Linked DNA regions of Rattus norvegicus: region 1 is linked to region 2. The links are chromatin contacts, called in public Hi-C maps. All regions are on one chromosome and are shown on one strand. The core of a region is the stretch at or near the end of the contact, and the rest is flanking DNA. Distances in the headings are between cores, read along the strand shown. Region 1 holds the start of Dctn3l1 (dynactin 3-like 1). Region 2 holds the start of Rab32 (RAB32, member RAS oncogene family).

Region 1 (7,149 bases), core at 4,219-6,718, 570 kb after region 2:
GGGTAAGCCCCAGTAATTGTCAAGGCCCAATAAAGTAACCATGGTCTGAGTCTTGTTTATTTGTAAGTTCGTTAGGGATAATATTAAGTTGGTTTTACTACAATTTGTTGTGGGTGGGGCTTGTTTTGACTCTTTTTTTTAAAATTCTTCATATGCTCTGGAAATTAATCCTCTGTCAGATGTATAGTTGGTAAAAATTCTCACTCATTCTAGGGGCATAGTCCCCACTCAAAAGATTGTTTTCTTAGTTACAGAGGTTTGTTTTAGTTGTTGTTTCGTTGTTTTAGTTTTTTTTGTTGTTGTTTTGTTTTGTTTTGTTTTGTTTTTTTAGTTTTATGGAATTCTACTTGTTGAATTTTGACCTTATTTCTTGGGCAAACGGAGTCCTATTCAGAACTTTTTTTTTCTTTACCAATGTCCTATGGATACTGCCTTTGTTTTTGCCTAGCAGTTAACTTAATATACTCTCATTGGACTCTATGTGCTTTTATTTCTTAGGTCTTGGGGAGTCTTGCTTTGGAAAAGTACAACCTTGCCAATTTTCTTTTTTCTTTCTTTTTTTTCTTTTTTTCTTTTTTTCTTTTTTTCGGAGCTGGGGACCGAACCCAGGGCCTTGTGCTTGCTAGGCAAGCGCTCTACCACTGAGCTAAATCCCCAACCCCTGCCAATTTTCATGTACTTATTCCCCCTGTATTCCCCCTCTGTTTTCTTTTTGTAGGGCCATAATTTTCAATCTTGCTAAAAGTTAATTTTCAGGAGTTTAGATCTAAGATGAGGTGTCACGGTATGCAGATGCGATTGGGATGATCCAACACTAGAGTTGCGTAGTATTTCAGACTGTTAGGTAATTAATCTCATTTAAGAACCTACTGAAGAATCCAATAACTTGGCATGGCTTCAAAGAAACAGAACTAATGTTTAATTTTGCTACCGCACCAGGGAGCTGACTTAACGCACTGGTGCTAGGGTCAGCATGCACTGCTATCCTGCTGAATGGTGGCTTTGGAAAGGCTCTTTCATCCCTGCCACACACTGGTTTTCTGCCAACACTACGGTTACAAAGCTTTGCGGGATATTACATTTGCTCTGAATAATATGCTATTTTTTTAATTATAAATGTCATGCTTGAGACATTTAGAGTAGAATATTTTACTTTGTAGCTCTCAAATTGGCATCATAAATATTATTCATTCGCAGGCATCAAAAACTCATCTGCAATACTCCCATGGCCTAAAGTTCTGAGGTAGTTGTGAAAACATGCCTCAGGGGTGTTTTAGTTAGGGTTTCCATTGCTGTGACGAGACACCATGACCAATGCAACACTTATAGGGTAAACATCTAATTGAGGCTGGCTTACTGTTTCAGAGGTTCAGTCCATTATCATTATAGTAGGAAACATGGCAGCATGCAGACAGGCATGGTGCTGGAGAAGGAGCTGAGAGTTCCACATCGTAATTGGAAGGCAGCCATCAGAGATTGTGCCCTGCAGGGGGTGGAGTTTGAGCAGGAGGAGCCCTCAATCCCATCCCTCACAGTGATGCACTTCCTCCAACAAGGCCACACCCCCTAATGGTAGCGTGTCCCACAGACCAAGCATATTCAAACCACCATAGTGGAGAAAATGGTTGGACATGAAGACTAGAAATGTGTGACTGGGTGGGCGGTGCATGATTCATTTTACGCCACCAAAAAACACTGACTATAATCTCCCTTTCCTTACATTCTTTTCTTACACAACAAACTCCCCTTCAACCTTCTCTCTACTTTTACCTAATTTAAAGCATTGCCTTTTAGACCCCAAACTAATAAAACCAACAACTTATGTGCCACGAATTTGTGTACAAAGGCGGCATTTTAAGTGCAAATGATAAAAATTGTTTTTACCAACGATGACAAGCAGAACAAACACACAGCTTAAGTCTTGGTTTTCTGGTTGAACCTGCAGCAGGGAGATTGGGGGAGGGGGGCCCGAAAATGTGGACTTTGAAATAAATGTGACCTACAGGTCACCAAGAAAAAAAAAAAAAGCTCAAGAGTTAAAACTTAAACCTATATAGGCTTATCCTGAGGAAAAACTGAAACTTTGAATATGAAGATTTAGGTCACATACCTCTTAACAGTATTAGAAGCATAGGAAACCTTTGATATCATTGTCATTCTCTGAATGACCTCATACCAGTCTTTGTGACAGAACCCATGACCCCTGCAGGCGTCAATTTTAGAAGAGCAGATCTCATCACACTCTGCTAACCCTCTCTACAGTTTTTCGGTGAGCTTGGATTATCATAATTCACTCTGAGATGATGACACTGACCCTAAAACTTTCATTTTATCTGAAAAACAAAAAGCAATTCTAAGACAGGTGGTTAGGAAGAGAACTAGAAACAAGGAACCTTCGTTGGCAACTGTCCATCATGTCGGGCATCTGCCTACTATAATCCTAAAGAAGAAATAAAGGAGAGAATGTGGAATAAATTTTGCTCACGTTCTCTCTGCTGAGAAACAAGAAGTGGTTCAGCATTACTCTGCATATCAGGAATTTACATTGCTACTCACTGGAGTAGCAAAGCTACAGTTAGGAAGTAGCAATGAAATGCTTTTATGATGGGGGCATCACCAGAACGTAAGGAACTGTATTTAGGAACTGTAATGTAAAGCAGCATTAGGAAGGTTGAGAACAACCTTCTAAAAGCTTATCTGGTCTAGTCTAAAAGCTCTGGATAAACCAGTCTATTATTTGAATCTTACAAGGTTCTTCGGTGCAGTGCAAATTGAATGATAGTTCACATTGCTGGGAACTTTGCAGAAAAATCAACAGGAGAGGTCTTTGAAGAATCAAAAGCTGTCCAGATACCTGAGGCCATTGTATTCATAGCCCATAGGGAGATCAAACTGTGCTGCCTTACATAACTTCCTTTCAAAGAGTCTTATTCTCAAAGATTGAGCCTTTCTCTTTGAGAACAACTCAAATCATTCATTTGGAAAAACAAAAAAAGAAGAAGAAGTCTCGAGTTAGGACTGCCATGAGAATGGAAACGTCTTGGTGTCCTGAAATGGAAATAGGTGTGTCGTTACTTCAGCCATTGAGAAGAAATAAGGGAACAAGCGGTCTAACCGCCTTCACATTGACAGGCCCAGCTCAGCTCACTGCCCTACCGTGGTATTACGTCACAAATGGACGATTTATGGCAGCCTTGCATTCGTCAAGCCTACTGCTGACATTTCCCCCAACAGCATACTTCATATCTGAGTCAAATCCAAACGTTGGTCATTCTCACGCTATTTCAAACCTTATTACCACCACTTGTCTATGTGTGGTGATCTTTTAATGTCACTAATAGCGACTTTAATGTAAGTATGTGCTCTGACTGCAGCGACAACCAGATGTCTCCCCGTCTCTCCACCTCCACACTTCATTATTTGAAGGAGTGGTCTTGACATTAGGATATCAAGAAATCATGTCACAGGCCCGTTAGTTCCGTTCAAAAAGGTAGCAATAATCAAGTTTAACTTGTGATAGGGTGAAAGCCAGGCAGGCCACTTGCAACAAACTATGAGTGTGAAGGAAAAAATTCTTGAATGAAAGTAAGTGGGAACTTTGATCACAAAAAACTGCAAAAGAAATTTAATCTCAGGAAACACAAGAAAGGTAATAGAGAGAAGTTCTTACTGAGACCGAAATCTGATGAAGATCAAACCAGTTAAGTTGTCATATGCCAAAGCCTAATGCAAAGCAAGGTCCTGACTCATTTCTGCTATGGAAAGGTGGGGAGACATGGGATTTGAAGCTTGCAGAGGGTTTATTCATGTGGCTTAAAGGGGGTGGGGGAGAGGGGAGCATCCTTATAACATAACATTTAAACTGAAACAACAAGTGATAGAGAAGGAACTGTAAAGCTTTATCAGGAGAATTATAGTTAAGACTATCGACGGGGCGGGAAGGCTGACCAAGCAGACCCCTTGTGGAAGAACATGCTATACAGGACTTTTGTAGGTAAAGGGAAATCAGTGAGTGGCTTCAAACTTTAATCATGGGGGTGGCTTTCTTTGGGGGGATAATTCAGCTGGTGAATTTAGGTTGGAGCTAAATACTAATGGATTTCTCTAAATGTCCTGTAGCTCTTAACAAGTGTGTTAACTCTCCCTCCCCCTTGATGGTAGATTATCTGCTTAATAAATGTTTTCATTGGATATTTTAAGCTCATTGTTGAGATACACTGCTCAAAATTGTTTTTAAAAAAATATGATTTTCCAACTACTGCTTCTCATTGTTAATGTACATAGTTACCCTCAAAGCTTCAGTGCAGATGTCTGATGAGATTGATATGCTTTTCAGGCTCATGGAGAAAGGAGTCATTTTGGCTTTTAAGTCTCATTATTTAGGAAATACATTATTCTAGGCTGCCAGAGAGAGAGAGGGAGAGAGAGAGAGAGAGAGAGAGAGAGAGAGAGAGAGAGAGAGAAAGAGAGAGATAGGAGGGAGGGAGGGAGGGAGGGAGAGAGAGAGAGAGAGAGAGAGAGAGAGAGAGAGAGAGAGAGAGAGCTGAGTCAAGAGATCACTCTTCTCTTGCAGGAGACCTGAGTTCAGATTATGAGCATGCCGAGTGTCTCAGCCTTGTAGGATAGAGTGGTGCTCTCTTTCTTTTCGATCCAGAACTTGTTCCTTTTTTTTTTAGGGGTCTCTGTGGTTTATTGTCACTGGAATAAATACGTTTGACAGGGAGTACAGACCATGACTCTAAGGTAAACCTGACCTCTGACCTCAGAGCCCCCAGTTGAACACAGACAGGTAGTATTTGAATTCAGAGGCAAAGCTGTCTCTGCCTTATAAAGTCAGGTTGGTGGAGGGCCTGCCTACCTCCCCTGGTGGGGACATGGGGAGCAGCTGTCATTCTGCTGCTGGCTTCACTTGCTTGGCAGCCTCTAGCTGGCAGAGTAGCTCGTCCCACTGCACAAGCTGCTTGGAGAGAAGCATTGTAGTCTTGTTATACTCCTCCAGGAGAGCCTTGGACTCCTCAGTGATCTCCACACACTGGTCCTGCTGTTGGATGTGGATCTGCGCCAAGCGCTGCAGGCGGGCAGCATGCTCAGGAACGGCTTTGATAGAAGCGCTGTCCAGCACCGGCACCAAGGTGTTCACTTGTTCCAAGAGCGCCACCTGGGAGAGGATGAACTGTTCCTCTGCCAAGATGAACTGCAACTTCGAGGCCTCAGGTATAGCAATGCGATCAATGTACTCAGGATCCAGGTATTTGATCAGGACTTCAATCTTTTTGTAGAGAATCTTCACCCTCTCCCTCTTACTGGCAATGTTCCCTAAAGCCACCTGCACCTTGACTAGACCATCAGCTACCTTCCTAGAGCCTCGGGTCCCGCCTGGCCCATACACCCAGCGCTCCAGCTCCTCCACTCGGGACTGTAGCCGCTGCACATCGGTCAGAGCCGCCATCGTTTCTGCAGCCTGGCCGCCTTGTTTCTAATTTTAATAAGTTGCTATAAATGCTTCCTCCTCTACCAGCCATAAACTTGACTTAGTGGCCATCAGTTTCTAAGCAAATCCTATATCAGGAGAAAGGTAATGTTTTGAGAGTTCAGACAGTCATTACCATTTTTAGCAACAAAATATTTAAATATTTTGATATTTATACTCTGTTTAGACATGTTGTATACTCACTGGACCACAGCACAAAGTAAACAACAACTTTTTACATCTGTTGGGAAACGAGAAAATTTAAGATTTTTTTCTTTATTGCATTATTTATCATTATGGACTGGATCCAAACCTAGCTTAGACACCATAGGACACACTTGTATTGTTTCAAAACAAGGTAGTTGAGATATATGAACACTGAGGATTCACTTTTAAGATCTGGGTGTTTCCAGTAAGTTGATTCTCTTGTCCGGACTGACATTAGATTATTTATCATCTACTGGGTGGTAAGACTCAGTATTTTCATAAGCAGGTGTCTCCCAACAAGGGATTTCCAGAAAGTCAAATAACAAGCGAACCTCTCCCTCCCCTGGTATTAGCTCTGGTGATTACAAAATTAAGAAACAAAACATTACTCCACAGAGAAAAATTTTGAAGGAGATACAAAGCGCTTGGTAAACACACTGTTGAAATCCTCAGACGAAAGGATTTTGTTTATGTCTACTGAAGAGAGCATTCTCCCTTCGGAAAGATACTGGGAGGCCAGCTTCAGCATAGCTGTATAACTTCTTTCTCTTAAAACACTTAATTTTTTTTTTTTTTTTGGCAAGAATAAGTTTCTCTTTGACCTCACTTCTCTGAGGTCCTCTTGGAGACATCTCCTCTGCATTTTTTTTCCTTGCTAAACCTAATTCTTTTGGTTTAGTGGATCAGCCGTATATTTGTTTGGGTATTATAATTGCTCCGCATCGTGAATCCCGTTTTATGTAAGTTGGTTTCTGCCTTTTTATTAAAACCACAACTCACATCATCCCTACCACCCTGGTGTAGAGTCCCACCCTTTCTGGCCAGGAGTCCCGCCCCCTCTTTCGAGCCCCGCCCATCCCAGGTTTGCTTCTCCCTGAGGAGGCGGGGAAAAGAGGGAAGCACAAACCACCGCGAGACTTCAACGGTCTTTTCGCCGGAGCCACAGTGACCAGACATGCGCAGAAGCACTTTTTGAAGCCACCGCGGGAGAGAGGGGCGGGGTGTCCCGTCCGGTCCTGCGCGTGGAGCGGGCGCTCCCGCTGTCCTCCTCAGCTGGTGCTGTGGCTTCCGGCCCCGGGCGCGCAACTCCACCCAGAGTGCAGCGCGCGTGCGCAACTCCGGCAGGTGTGTGAAGCGACTGTCCGCCCGGGATCTGCAGGCTCCGAGGAGGGCCGGTCCTCGCGACTGGTGCTCGTATAGCGGTTGAGGTAGGTCAGGGTGGGTACGGGGTCTGGAGCCTCAAAGAAACCCCGAGGGCTCCTGCGATGCTCCAGTGTCGGGAGCGATCGGCCCTGCGAGGCCCCGCGACTCGGCCTCAGCCCGGTCGTGGGCCGAGCCCTTCCTGCGTGGGACCGGTGCTTGCTGCCCACGCTCGCGTGCTGTGAGGCCCTGTCACGAGCTTTCTCTCTGGGAGATGGCACCTTTCTCGAGGATAACTTAGGGGGGGCTTCCTGTGCCTTCGACGTGCCCCG
Region 2 (6,888 bases), core at 850-3,349:
TGTAACTCATTATGTAGACCAGGCTAACCTCAAACTCAGAGATCTAACAGCTTCTGCCTCCCAAATTCTGGGGCTAAAAGCAGGGGCCATCACCACCCTGGACCCCTGATTTTGTTTCCTCAACTCTCCAAACATAATTTAACATAGCTCATATCCTACTAATTTGCACATAATAGAAGAAACTGAACTGCCATTCCAAGCAGGGATTCCAAATCACCTCTGTGAAAGAGATGCACAGGATATCCTCATTGGTGAGGGTCACACAGTAAGGCAACCTTCAGGATGTGAGACAATGTCAAGAAGCAACAGAATGCCCACCAGTTTTCTGGGCAGTAGGAGCGAGTGTTGCCAACGAAGCCTCTGCCTTTAAAGGGTGACACTTGAAATACATTCTTAGTTGTTGCAGGAGGCAAAAAAAAAATCAAACAAGCTGAACCGAAGGCGAAATAACTTTGAGAAATTGATAAATGATATGCATAAATCCATTCTTCTTACCCATGTTAGACTCTGCTCTTAGGCAAACGAGTATAAGGTTTATAAATTCTTTAACACTTCCTCAGTGGAGTGACTATAAAAGAACACAGCACTTACTAACTGGCAGGCAGAAATCACTGTCCCTCTAGGCTACTGCCAGCTGTAGTGTAACCACACCCCTCTGGGGCTTTGGGGTATGCTCCCTGTGGAAAGGACCATAAGGTGTTCTCCGCCTTAAACAAGCTCCCATTCAAACGCTTGGCAGACGGAGCTCCTGACCGTTCCCAGTGATTGAGCAGGTTAACCTTTGCTGCTTGCCACTTCTATTAAACTTCACTAAAGTTCACCTTTCCTTGAACGCCCATATGGGCACCTACCACACCTGCTAGAATTCAGGGGATTCATAAATCAGCCCTCGAAGACAATGGTTCTTACATTCCAGAGCAATAATTGAAAGCAAAAGAAAACAATTCAGCATTTGTGGGATAGGGAGGTACCCACGAGAAGGCATTAAGTATTGGCTTAGTGAGGGGAAGGCATCGGGAAAGTTTCAGAACTTTCCCAACCCTTCCCCAGGGTCACCAGGCCTCCCAAGTGAGAGGAATTTGAGGAATGGAGTTACCCCTCACAAAGGCTTGGCTAGGTTCCAAGTTTTACTCACCCACAGCTCCAAACCCTTTTAGTAAATTATAAGTTTGGCTCCGGAAAGAGAAAGCCCTTACTTCAGAGAGGCACAGACCCAAGTCAAGTTGGGGCGGGGCAGGGTTGAAAAGTAAAGGGGCTTTGTTGGTTTTAGTTGTACCACTAAGGCAGTGGTTCTTAAAGCTGACATCCTTTAACACAGTTCCTCATGTATGTGGTGATAAAATTATTTCCGTTGCTATTTCATAACTATAATTTTGCTACTGTTATGAATCATAATGTAAATATGTGCTCTCCTAAGATCATAGGCTACCCTTGCAAATGAGGTCGGGGCCCAAAGATTGAAAGCCGCTGCACTAACTGGTAGTGGAACTTCAGGCACGCCCTTTAGTCACTAAAAAGTACAGTAAGAGAGAGGCCTCCGAAAGTCAACTTTTCAGGACGCTTTAAGCTCCTCCAGGTGTCCCTCATCTCCTGTTCTATTTGCCCACTTTTAAAAGCGCAACTGCTGAGAGCTCAGGCAGAGACAAGGACAGACAAGAACCGGGAGGCAGAGAGAAGTGAGAGTCTGGTGATATTGGGACACTGCCCTCTTACCAGCGATGTCCCACAGCTGCAAGCGCACGAGCGTCCTGCTGTCCCAGTTGAGGACTTTGAGGGCGAAGTCCACGCCAATGGTGGCGCGGTAGTTCTGGGAGAAGAGCTGGTGCACATAGCGCTTGATGATGCTTGTCTTGCCCACGCCGAGCTCGCCGATGACCAGCACCTTAAAGAGGTGCTCTCGGGTCTCCGGAACCGCAGTGGCCGTTTCGCCCTGTTGCCCGAGTCTCTCGCCCGCCATGGGCGCCACGGCCGTGGGAACTTCTCTCTCAAGGGGGACAGGGCAGATCCTCGGTCCGCGCACCCGGCGATGCAGTCATGCGAGTCACGGGACCCGGAACCTACTGCGCGCTTCTGGCCCAGGACAGTCTGGGTGCACCCTACACGGGGCGAGCCTGGTCCGGCCACTTCCTTTTCTCGTGCGACTCTGCGCGGTCCACAGCACCCCCTGCTGGCCTTAGACAAGGGCAGCGGGAGGTCAGTGCTCCGGCTGAGCCAAGGTCCTCGATGTCTAGATGTCTGTCAGATGACAGAACTTGCAAAGGACTAAAGCTGGGTCCTATGACAAATCAAGTTTTAATGTGTTAGAGGAAGTTGCATGCTTTTTTCCATAATGACCGGAATTTCCATCGTCTGCAATGCTGTGCAAGCATTCTCTTTTCTCCACACCCTTAGCCAACACAATATCTCCCGCTGTTTCGGTAATAGCTATCCTAATAAACATGGAGTTTTGATTGACACTTCCTTGATGGTTAGTGATGTCAAGTTCTTTTGTTATACACACGTTGTCCATTTTTATATTCTCTTTAGAAGAATGTTCCTTCAGATAGTCTTGCCTATTTGATAATCGCGCGTTTGACGGTTCTGTTTGTTCGGTGTCCAAAAATGCGAACTCCTAAATGTTTGGATGTGTGGCTTACATATATTTACTCCAAGCCCATAGACTTCTTTCTTCGTTTTGCTTTGGTGGCCAGAGAAATTTCTAGCTAGTGAACGTCCATCAGTCTGTTTCGGCTTCAGCTTTGGCATGATTTCCAATATCCATTGTTAAGCTCAGTGCCAACAGGTGAGCCAGAAATACGTACTTGAGGATATGCCCTAAATAAATGAAATCAACTTCTCCAGGGAGGCGACTGCACGGCTAAATTCATAACAGTATGAATTTATAAGTGAGAAATTTATTTATAAGTGAGAAATACCACGTGTTCTATGGGGTATTGTTGGATCTCCTCTATCAACTTCTCCTGCTGCAAGTGGTACACACACTCCAACACCCATACATCCACACATCCAGCTTGATTTTTTTCTCCTTTTGCATGAGTACCTAGGAGTGAAATTTCTTGATCACGTAGCACCTCTATTTACATTTTGGGGGATCAACATCTTACTATCTCTCGCTACGCCTGTAGTATTGTCATTTGCCAAGATCCAAAATTTCTTTTTTCATTGGATATTTTTTGTATTTACATTTCAAATGTTATCCCCTTTCCCAGTTCACCCCTTTCTCATCCCCCCTCCCCCTGCTTGTATGAAGATGCTCCCCCTCCCACCCACCCATTCCCACATCGGTGCCCTGACATTTCCTTACTCTGGGGCCTTGAGCCTTCAGAGGACCAAGGGCTTCTCCTTCTATCGATGCCAGACGATGCCATCCTCTGCTACATGTGCATGGCTGAAACCATGGGTCTGTTCCTGTGTATTCTTTGGATGGGGGTTTAGTCCCTGGAAGGGGAGCTTTTTTGGGGGGGTCTGGTTGGTTGGTATTGTTGTTCTTCTAACAGAGTCCCAGGGGCTGTCAATTCCAAGACCATACTTTGGTTTAGAGTTCAGTCATTTCTGTGTCTGGCTGACTCAACCAGAAAGCCTGTTTTCTAAGGAACTCAAACTTTCTGTTTTATCTTTTAGAGGGAAAAACCCTGGAATCTGCATCTGGCGAACAAAGCATGATGAGCTTGAGGCACATTCATGACTTAAGAATGAAGATTTTCGTAATTGCAAGTAATATAAGCAGTGAACAGTATCTGAGTTGCAGATGGTTGCAACATAGAAAGGAGGAGTGGAGAGATCTTCTAATTCTGGACTGGTTTTATGGGGTGTGTTGGTTTGAAGATGCATGACAATTGGAGTGAGTGGCACTATTAGGAGGTGTAGCCTTATTGGAGTACATGTGGCCTTGTTGGAGGAAGTGTGTCGCTATGGGAGTGGCTTAGTCTCCTCCTAGCTACCTGGAAGCCAGTCTCCTGTTTGCCTTAGTAACAAGATATAGAACTCTCAGCTCCTCCCACTAGTGCCATACCTTCCTCGAAGCTTCCCACCATGATGATGATGGACTGAACCTCAGAACAAGTAAGCCAGCCCCAATTAAACATTGTCTTTTATGAGCGTTGCCTTGGTCATGGTATCTTTTTACAGCAATGGAAACCCTAACTAAGATAAAGGGGAAATAGTTTTTGTTCTCATTCATAACAAAGAAAATAATACAAATAAAATTTCCATTTGCTACATTTAAAAGTGGCTTCACTCGATGTTCTCACATAAGTTTCTTTTGTGTTTTTGAAAAGAGGGTCTTACTCCATAACTTGAATTTGAGATCTTGTTACTTTAGCCTCTCAAGTTCTAGGTTCATAGCCCAGCCTTTCCTCATAGCTTTCCCTTCTGTGTTTTCTTTCTCTTTCATTTGGAATCTATTGCCTACAGTTGAGCCATCTCAAGCTGTTCCAATCAAACTCTCCATTGTTTATATGCTAGTTAAAAGGTTTACCTTGTCACTCCTGGTAGACATATATGTTAGTTTATAGATTCAAAAGCTTACAGTTGTGTCAAGAAGTGTTTTCAGACACTTGAGTTAGAAAGATAAACAGATTGGACAAAGTTTTGGTCTCAAGGACTCCATGTTGGAGTGAGTCCCAGGGAAGCAATTTTCAAACATGCTGATACTTTTTTTGCATATACACTTTATAAAAAATACTATTTAGTGATCATTGGATTACTTTAGTAATCAGCATGATATTCTTGAGACAAACATTGGAAATAAGTTTCAAATATGTTTTTCTTGATGCTCACATTAAAAATCAGCCAGTTTGGGGTCATAATAGAAAAGTTTCCTGTGCTCTAGGCTGCCCACCCTGTCTTAGTTCACAGGTTCTCATAAGAACGGGTCTGTTTCTGGGCCACCTCTTCCTCTATCGGCTTATGTGTCAGACTTGTACCAATCTTTATGTGGCTACTGTATCTTTGTTATATAGTTTCTTCTAAACCACACCTCTTTCTTCTATACTCTGTGTTTGTATGTGTATGTACAGGCATGTTTGCGCATGTGCATGCGTGTGTTCATGTTTCTGGGAACAGTCTACAATCCTTCAAAATTGCCTTTAACATTCTGGTTTCTAATGTCAAATTCTGCAGACACACTGCTAGGCAACTTGTCAGAACTAGAGTGAGTAAAACTGATTAGTTTGAGGAGAATTGAAAATTGATATAACACTAAATCCTTAGACATACTGATATAGTGAAAACATGATGTACCATTATAATAATGCAAGTGTTAATATCTTTCAATAATAATATGAGGTTGTAAATTTTACACATTGATGTTACTTTTCCCAAGCAATTCTATACATATGTGTATATAAGGTACTTTGTATCCATTCTTCTAGTGACCTCTCTTGTCCCTCTACCCCTTCCTGATGGCCATGTTCTTTGAAGTCAAAGACTTGTATATGATGAATTAAGATTAAATTAGTGTAATTCTAAGCATGTACTTTTAGGTTTACATTGCAAGCCTATGTGCATTTACTGATTCTTTTACTGCCCAATATCTATATGTTTAACCTGTCCTTTATCTTATTTTATTTCCAAGGACTTCCAGTATTAAGTTTACTAAAATATGGAGAAAGTACAGAAACCAGTTAAAATATTTTACATGTATGGATGTCTTGCCTGCTTGTATGTTTGTGCCTGTATGGTGACAGGCACACACACCTGGTACCCACAAAGCTCAAAAGATTCTCTGGGACTGTAATCACCGACAGCTGTCAACTGTCATAAGGGTGCTGAGAATTCACCCCTGGTATTCTGGAAGAACAGCCAGTGCTCTGGGCCATGTCTCAGCTCTCCCCAGTTATAATTGTAAAGTTATCTAAGGCCAATGATTTATTTTTGCAAACTTATGAATCTTAGTGTTAGTGAATTTACAAATAGTATGGAGACATTAGTCTTTGTATTCTGCACTAGTCACCCTGTTGTTATTATTTCATGGTGATACACTAGTCACAATGACTGAATCGGTGCTTATATAATTATTTGAAACAGCGCTAGAGAGATTCCTGAGAGTTCTACATCTGGATCCATAGAGTCAGCGAGTCACTTGACCTGGCTTGAGCTTCTGAAGCCTCAAAGCCCACCCCCCCAGTGACATGCTTTCTCAAGCAAGGCCATACTTCCTAACGGTGCCACTTCTGGGGGCCATTTTTACTCAAACCACTACACCCATTCAGGATGCTATGGACTTCAGACAGATTTTTCAGCCTTTGGATGTTTCTAATAACCTTGGTGGTTCTGAGATGTGCAGTCTAGCTGCAATGTAGAATGCACCTCCGTTGGATATGTCCAGGCACTTCACCACTTTTAAATTCGAGCTATGACAGTTTGGGAGGAAGACCACACAGGTAAAGAAAGAATAGCTCTTCTTACCAATCATATAAAGAGTATAACATTTAATGGAGGCTGGCTTACAGTTCAGAGGTTGAGTCCATTATTGTGTTGGTGGGAAGCATTGTAGCAAACAGGCAGACATGGTGCTGGAGAAGGTGTTTGGAGCTGTGCATTTGGATCCCATATTTGGGATCCTCAGTGACATACTTCCTGACATACTCAGTGACACCATTAGGGCCACACCCCCTAATAATGGCACCCCCTATGAGCCTAAGGGAGTCATTTTCATTCAAACCACCACATTCCACTTCCTGGCTCCCATAGGCTTGTGTCTTGTGTCATGATGCCAAACTGAATTCATTCCAACTTCAAAAGTCCCCATCCATAGTCTGTCATAGTTTCCATACTGTTTAAAAGTCCGAAGTTCATTATTTCTTCTTAGACTCACGGTAATTTCATAACTGTCACCCCTATAAAATTAAAATTAAAAAAGAGCACATACTTTCAGCTTATCATGCC

The links. Hi-C and Micro-C count contacts between places; a contact is called where the count stands out from the background.
Region 1: a contact with region 2 is called in a Hi-C map of the A7r5 cell line, with 2.8 times the contacts expected there. The contact joins the promoter of Dctn3l1 here to the promoter of Rab32 in region 2. A contact is called at or near these places in 2 of 12 Hi-C or Micro-C datasets (the A7r5 cell line and mammary epithelial cells).

Annotation. Positions count from the first base shown.
Region 1 is chr1:7,342,430-7,349,578 of GRCr8, forward strand. Dctn3l1 (dynactin 3-like 1) reads right to left here and starts at 5,469. Exons shown (of 1, transcript NM_001408768.1): 1 at 4,672-5,469. The coding sequence starts at 5,449. The coding sequence ends at 4,889. It overlaps Shprh (SNF2 histone linker PHD RING helicase), which reads left to right and starts at 6,729. Exons shown (of 31, transcript NM_001107470.1): 1 at 6,729-6,885.
Region 2 is chr1:6,779,159-6,786,046 of GRCr8, forward strand. Rab32 (RAB32, member RAS oncogene family) reads right to left here and starts at 2,100. Exons shown (of 3, transcript NM_001108902.1): 1 at 1,714-2,100. The coding sequence starts at 1,957.